Linked DNA regions of Mus musculus: region 2 is linked to region 1. Evidence: chromatin contacts called from public promoter capture Hi-C data. All regions are on one chromosome and are shown on one strand. Each heading gives the region's core, a stretch centred on a gene start, on an enhancer-like site or on the middle of the called end of the contact. The rest is flanking DNA. Distances are from core to core; before and after follow the strand shown. Region 1 holds the start of Hdac1 (histone deacetylase 1). Region 2 holds the start of Ccdc28b (coiled coil domain containing 28B).

Region 1 (3,479 bases), core at 563-3,062:
TTTGGTGGATCAATAATGGCTACTTGAAGATTGACGGATTCAGGTTTTGTAGGAGCATGGGAGATGGTGGTTTTCTGCCATTTAGACACTCCCAGACATTTGTCAATGTGTAAGGACAATTTTGGGTGTCACAGTAAGGGCGTGTGTGGGGTGTTGCTACTGGTATAGAAGAAGGCCAAGCAGTCAATTAACATCTAAAAGGCCCGAAGACAGCCCCTACAACAAAGAGTGTAAGTAATTCAAGGTTAAGAAATTTTGCTGGCATGGCTTGAGGGTGGGGGAGTGGTGAAGGTCTTTTTTTTTGTTGTTGTTGTTGGTTCCCCCCCCACCCCCCAGACACGGTTTCTCTGTATAGCCACGTCTGTCCTGGAACTCACTGTGTAGACCAGGCTGGCCTCAAATTTAGAAATCAGCCTGCCTCTGCCTCTCAAGTGTTGGGATTAAAGACATATGCCACCCACTCTGGGGATAGAGGCAGGCAGATTTCTGAGTCGAAGACTCAGTTGAAATAAGGAGATCTGACGCCCTTCTGGTCTGGTGTGTGTCTGAAGGCAGCTACAGTGTACTTAATAAATAAATAAATAAATAAATAAATCTTTAAAAAAAAAAAAGGCAGGTGTGGTGGGGCATGCCTTTAATCACAGCACTCCGGAGGCAGAGGCAGGCAGATGTCTGAGTTCGAGCCCAGCCTGGTCTACAAAGTGAGTTCCAGGACAGCCAGGGCTATACAGAGAAACCCTATCTTGAAAAACAAACAAACAAACAAAAAAGCAAAAACAAACGAAGAAACAACCCCGCCCCCCCACCCCCACGTCCCCCCCAAACAACAACTTAGGCTTTCAGTTTAGAAAAATTAAGTTCTGGGTAGGTGAGATGGTTGCTGCCACCATGCCTGACCCAAATTTTCTGGATGGATCGCCCCGCCCCCACCCAGAGCCATTACATAGGAACACTCCCTCCAACACTCCCTCCAGTAAATTAAAAACTAAACACCAAGTTCTGTTACTTTGTCACAGTGCTCGGGCATATTGGATTTTGTCTTTTTTTAAAAAAAATATGTACAATTGGAGACGGAATTTAATTTGTAACACTGAATAAGCTCTTCAGCTTTACCTGTAAAATTGTTTTGTTATTTTTTGAGACATGCTTTCACTACGGAGAGCAAGTTGGCCTCAGATTACAGAGATCTTCCTGACTCTGCCTCCTGAGTGCTGGGATCAAAGACATAGCAACCACGCCCAACTGAAAACGAGCTTTGACATTAAAAAAGAAAAGTCCGTCAGAACTTATGAGCACATAAAGGTCTTGCCCCACTACAGTAGGCCTCTGGATATTTTCTTTCTGTTCCTTGCCATTCATTTCTCTCTCCAGTTCTAATCCAGACCAAACCTAGTCTTTTAGCTGCGTGACCTTGCGCAAGCATCTTTCCCCGGGAAGCCTCGGCGTATTCTCGGTAAAACGAGAAAGTTGGCCTCTGATCTTTGCACACGCTCCCAACTGTGAAGCGGGCTGCAGAGTTTACGGAGCCGACTCCCTCTCCCGGGACTCGATGGTACGGCCCCCGGTCTCCCCCACCCCTCCGCGCCGGACTTTGGTACAGGCCCAGGGGGCCCGCGGTGGCTTCTCTAAGCTGCCCTTGCCCCCCGCCGAGTTCCGGGCCCGACCCCGCGCATGCCGATTGGTTAGAGTGAGGCCCGGGCTGTGCGGCTATAGGTGATCCCGGGGGTGGGCGGGGCTTCGAGGCCGGCCCCTCCCCCTGGTCGGACGCCGTAAGGAGCCGCGGGCGGGCGGGCGGACAGACTGACGGGAGGGCCGGGCGGCGAGCAAGATGGCGCAGACTCAGGGCACCAAGAGGAAAGTCTGTTACTACTACGACGGTGAGCTGCGGGTGGGCGGCGCGGGCCGGGCGTTGGGGAAAGGCTGGGGGAGGAGGCTGGGAGGAGGCTGAAGCCCCGGGGAGGCTGAGGGAAAGTCGAGGCTGAAGGAGGAGGTTGGAGAGAGGAAGTCGAGGCTGAGGCCGGAGATGAGGTGGGGGTCGTGGAAGGGGTAGTCTGCGGTAATCCCGGTGGCGGAGATTCTCGGGGAATCCGACCTGAAGTTGGAGTGGGATTCCTGGAGGGAAGCCTAAGTGGCGGCGGGGATCGGAATATGATGGAGACGGTTTGCCTGGATATCTTCCCCTGCTGAGAATACAAAGGTTTTTCACTGTCCCCATTCACTCTCTCTCTTTTTCTTTCTTTCTTTTGGTGAGTTCTGCAGGACTGGCCACTCATCCCCTCCCCCACTCCATCCCCCAAGTCTATGAGTAGGGCCTGCAGTTGCTAGTTGGGAAATGGGGCTCCCCGGGGATGCAAGAAGAGAGGTGCATGAAACTTGTTAAAACGACTTTTCATTGAGCCAGCGCGAGCATCTTACTCTGTCCTGGGTTGTGTTTCTGTTGGGGCTGGAGGGCTCATCGAGGCACATTTCCTGTGTTGAGTTCCCGTCTGAAGGGGGAGCTAGACAATGTCACAGGTATCTTTCGGTGTTAGCGCTGGGACAAGGGAATGTGGGGTGGAGGAGAACACAGCAGGAGCCTCAGCCCAACCTGAGAGGAGCAGGTTGTGTGTCAGTGCTTAGGACCCAAGAACTGGAGTTACAAGCCAGGCCCTGGCAAGTGGAGCCAACAGCAGGGGGAGGGGACAGCACCTTTATCTGAGAAAGGGTCTCACAGTGTAACTCAGCTGGTCTTGGATTAAGCCCCTTCTTCTTACTCTTGACTCCAGGCTTACACCACTTGGTCCAGCATTTGTGTTTTGGGAATAGCAGTTGAGTTGTTCAGGGGACATCTAGCCAGCCAGCCAGTAGGCGGTTGGCTGTTTAGATCTGAAATTTAGAAGACAGATATTTTTTGGTAATTGTCGGTATAAAATAATTCAGATAGTAATTTTAGCTGGATTAGAAAAGGGTGTTATAACTCCAGTTGTAGAGGGTGAAGAGCTATGTTGATACTTTTTTTTTTTTTTTGGAAATGGCCTCTGTGTAACCCTGGCTAGCCTGGAACTCACTTTGTAGACCAGGTTTGCTTCCTACTGGAAGAGATTTATCCTACCCCCCTCCCGAGTGCTAGGATTAAAGGCATGTGCCACAACCCTGGCCTGTTTTAATTCTGAAGAAGTGGACTAAGAAGGTTCAGTGGTCCTGATTGCTCTTTCACTATGCTGTCTTTCAACTGTTAGCCACATTCCTGTTTCAGTCTTTCCCAGTGCTGTGGGGTGACGGAGCCACCAAGCCTGGTGTCTTCTTGTTTCTGTTCTGTTTTGTTTTTAAGGCAGGGTCTGTCTCTAACAGCCCTAGCTGTCCTGGAAGTTGCTTTGTAGACCAACTAGGCTGGCCTCTGAACTCAGAGAGATCCCCCTGCCTCTGCCTCCTGAGTATTAAAGGGGTGCACCACTGTCTAGCAGCCTCATTTTTTGTTTCGGTTCTTTTTGTTTGTTTGG
Region 2 (3,479 bases), core at 368-2,867, 81 kb before region 1:
AGCTACTGAGAGGAAACAAAGCTTTAAAGCAGAAGTCCTGAGAAGGACAGACAAGTCATGACCTCATCCAATACTCAGTTGAACCTAGTGTGGGAGAACATGCCTTTAACCCAAAGGCAGAAGCAGACTAGTGAGACAGGTGCCCAGGAGGGTGAGGGGAGAGATGAGGTTTGTGTTTAGGTGTTCCTTAGGAGTTCAGAGCAGACCCAGAGGGCCTTGAGGACCTATTGAAGGAAGGTGTTCACACAGCTGAGTAAGGGGTAGGAAGCTACTGGGTCTGTGCTCTCGCCCTCCTGGGGAAATGCGCATGCGCGCGGCCTTAGTAGTTCCCTAATTCAGCTGGTTTCCTCTAAGGGACACTGTAGGTGGCCTCAGCCAGCACCAGGTCTCTGGGTTGGTTGGGCAGAAAAGATGGAACTGCTCAGCTTTATAGGGGCTGTCCCTTGATTCCTTCTAGCCAGAAGCGGTAGACAAATTGATTCTAAAAGTCCTCCAGTAGGGGTGGAGAGGATTCCTTTCCTGCCTCCGCATCAGGAGCTTGCAAGCGCAAGTGGCTCCGCAAAAGCTTCTGGCTCCTCAGGGAAGCAGCTGAAGGTGGCAACCCCGGGTGCTCCTGGGCCCACTGTCACTTTGATGAACGAAGCTGGCACCCTGCTCCAGCAGCAATTCTGAGAGGAAAGGGACCTTCCAGCGTGCTCCCCTCCCTCCGGTTCTTGGTTGTTTAGAAGTCTTGGATTAGAGTTGCTTCCTAGAGCAGTTTGCATGTTAACAGCACCTGGAAAAGATCCCAGAAGCAACACCTCTGGGTGCCCACAGCCAGGGAAACCTACTGTTGTTGCTAAAGGAAAAGGGAAGATGGATGCTTTGTTGCCTAGGTCGCTTTAATTTGAGCCTGCTGGGCAGCCTGACACCCTCTCCTGTGGCATCGGATGCTGTTCTGGAGATCTGAACCAGACTCCTCTGCCAGATCTTCAAATAGCCTCATTGGTGGGACCTCCCTCCTCCAGCAGCACAACCGCCAACAGTTCTGGGCCAGCCTCCTTCCGGAGCTCTCACGCCCCACCTCCTGCCAGCCTGCTTGGGATCCTATTTGCTCTGGTTCGGAGGTGGGGAGAGGCCCTGTCAGTTCTTCAGCGCTTACAGGCTAGGAGTATCTGGATGTCACAGGACAGCGACCGTGCCCAGGAATGAGTGACAATTGATTATTTTCCGTAAAATCGGGATAACAGTTATGTCTCAGGATTGAATGTACATAAAAGGCTTAACAGGGTGCTGGGTACTGATTGTCTTTGTTCCTTCTGGTGTCCGCCCCTCATTTTCCCGTATACTTATATATTGCCTCTGCCCACACATTCATTTAGCCCCATCATTTCCCTACCACCCCTGCTGCAAACAAAGCCACCACCATTTTGTAAGGGATCCCCTCCAAACGTGACAAGAAAAGGAAATGATTTTAAATCCATATCCCGTAACTAACAGTGCTCCTTTAGTTCTTGTGGGAGGTAGGGAAGGGGAACTGTTAAATCGACGGAAGTACTCTCCTCCGGCTCCGCTCCCAGGGAATCCAAAGAGGGCTACTTTCTCTTTAAATGCAAATCATCTCCAGCCAGCTTAGCTCCCTCCAGCTCCAGTTCCCCTGAGGAGAGAGAAAGCAGGGTGAAGGGAGATTGCAAAGAAGCACTGTTTCACACTCCAGACCCCAAACTTCCAGGTCAGTAGAACCCCAAGGGGGCGAGAAGGGAGTGAGGAGGATGGGGGCGGGGTGCCGCACCTGATGCTTGTTTTTTGAAGCCCGAATTGAGAACTGAATCTTTCCTTAGGCACATCTCAGGCGGATCACAGTCGCTCTGGCTGCCGCTTCCATCAGGTCTCTTACTGGGTCACACTGCTGCTACATGGAGAGAAAAAGAGTTCTGTCTCCCACCACCACCACCCCCCACCCCACCCCCGAGCCCCACTGATGCCACCCAGCTGTTCCATGCCAGCTTAAACGCTTAATGTTCCGATTTGACCATCGCCCTCTCGGAAGTAAAGTGAGGGAGCTGAGACCTCCCCTGGAGAGGACCTCAGCAGACCAGATACCTAGGTGATGGGGCTGTAGGGGAGTCAAGCTAAGCTAATCAAGTCAGAGTTACATTGTTGGAGGTCTAGCCCCTAAAGACTTTCTAACTAGAAAAAGAAGAGACTAGAAGCTGTCCTGGGAACTTCTGGGCAGCCCTGGCATGTGTAGTTGAAGTGAAGTGGAAGAGAGGCCAGTGATGAGCCGGCTATTCCTGGTCCATATGATTGACACCAGGGTATTTCCAGGTGTCCCTGCCTTACCTTGGTTGCACCTCATGCAGTTAGTCAGTATCCGCTGCCATATACAGACCGTTGCCTAGCAAATGGCCTCCTGATCCTCAGCTTGCTCCCCTAGTCACATCCACCCTGTCTCCTGAGCATCTTCCTCTACAGCCCCAGGCTCTGGGCTGTAGTGACAGGAAAACAGCAAGATGACCCTGGTCTGGGCCAGCCCTCTCCAGCAGGCAGATGGGGCTGTCAGGAAGAAAAGGGCTTTGCTGGCCTTGGGAGGTCCTTCAGATGCATAGCTACAGTCCAGCAGCAGGCTGGCATATGACCCTGTACAGACAAGAGGACAGAGCTCCTGACTGATGGACAAAGATACATCTGAAGACCCTTCCTCTCAGACGAAAGAGGGTGCTGAGTGAAGGGATGATTTTGCCCCCTTCCTTCCCAGACCTGAGGTCCAACACACCACCCAATGGAAGACAAAAAGAAGAAACGGAGTCCTAAGCCCTGCCTGACCCAACCAGCACAGGCCCCAGGCACACTGCGCAGAGTCCCTGTGCCCACCAGCCACAGTGGCTCCTTGGCTCTGGGACTCCCTCATTTGCCATCACCCAAGCAGCGAGCCAAGTTCAAGAGGTGAGTAGGGAGGGGCTCTTGGCCAGACTGGAGACTCCCAGGTGTGAGCCGAGCACTGTGTAAGGAGGACCTGCAGACATCGACATCGCTGCTGAACAGCAGCCAATGCCTTACCCATTCACTGGGGATGTAGACCCGACGTGTCCTCAGGTACATAGAGACCACTGGCTCTAGCTCTGAGGAGGGAGTGAGTGAGTGTGACTGTGAGAGGAAGCTGCTAGACACTGATGAGGGGAGGTGATAATCAAGACTGAGAATGCCATGAGAACCAAGACACTGATGGAAGGGCCCCAGGAGTGTAGGGATAAACACCAGGGAGGACGATTCCTTCCTTTTAAATTCATTGTATTTTGGTCACCACGCTGGGAGATTGACCTCAAGATACTGATACTGGGCAAGTGCTCTCCCACTGTGCTTTCTCCCTCGCCCATTTAAGTTCTCTGCTCAGTTCTTTTTAAATAATGGAAGTCTGGCTGCAAGTGGTAGTGCAGGGCCATCATCCCAGCCCTTGGGTGGCAGAGGTGCAGGATCAGGAGTTCACAGATCATTGGCTA

The links. Capture Hi-C pulls out chosen DNA fragments and counts their contacts.
Region 2: a contact with region 1 is called in a promoter capture Hi-C map of liver. The contact joins the promoter of Ccdc28b here to the promoter of Hdac1 in region 1. A contact is called at or near these places in 12 of 39 promoter capture datasets (embryonic stem cells, frontonasal cranial neural crest, hippocampal neurons and 7 more), 4 of 15 datasets of contacts at CTCF or cohesin (CD8 T cells, the NIH/3T3 cell line, large pre-B cells and 1 more), 59 of 484 Hi-C or Micro-C datasets (the AML12 cell line, B cells, the Ba/F3 cell line and 41 more), 30 of 115 datasets of contacts at active chromatin or transcription factors (the 230-238 cell line, CD4 T cells, CD8 T cells and 18 more) and 5 of 9 other capture datasets (adipose tissue, embryonic stem cells, liver and 2 more).

What each region holds. Positions count from the first base shown.
Region 1 is chr4:129,540,979-129,544,457 of GRCm38.p6, reverse strand. Hdac1 (histone deacetylase 1) reads left to right here and starts at 1,812. Exons shown (of 14, transcript NM_008228.2): 1 at 1,812-1,877. The coding sequence starts at 1,829.
Region 2 is chr4:129,622,046-129,625,524 of GRCm38.p6, reverse strand. Ccdc28b (coiled coil domain containing 28B) reads left to right here and starts at 1,617. Exons shown (of 6, transcript NM_025455.2): 1 at 1,617-1,711; 2 at 2,738-2,925. The coding sequence starts at 2,762. Gm34305 (a long non-coding RNA gene) reads right to left here and starts at 2,739. Exons shown (of 4, transcript XR_376684.4): 1 at 2,323-2,739; 2 at 1,772-1,891; 3 at 1-1,636.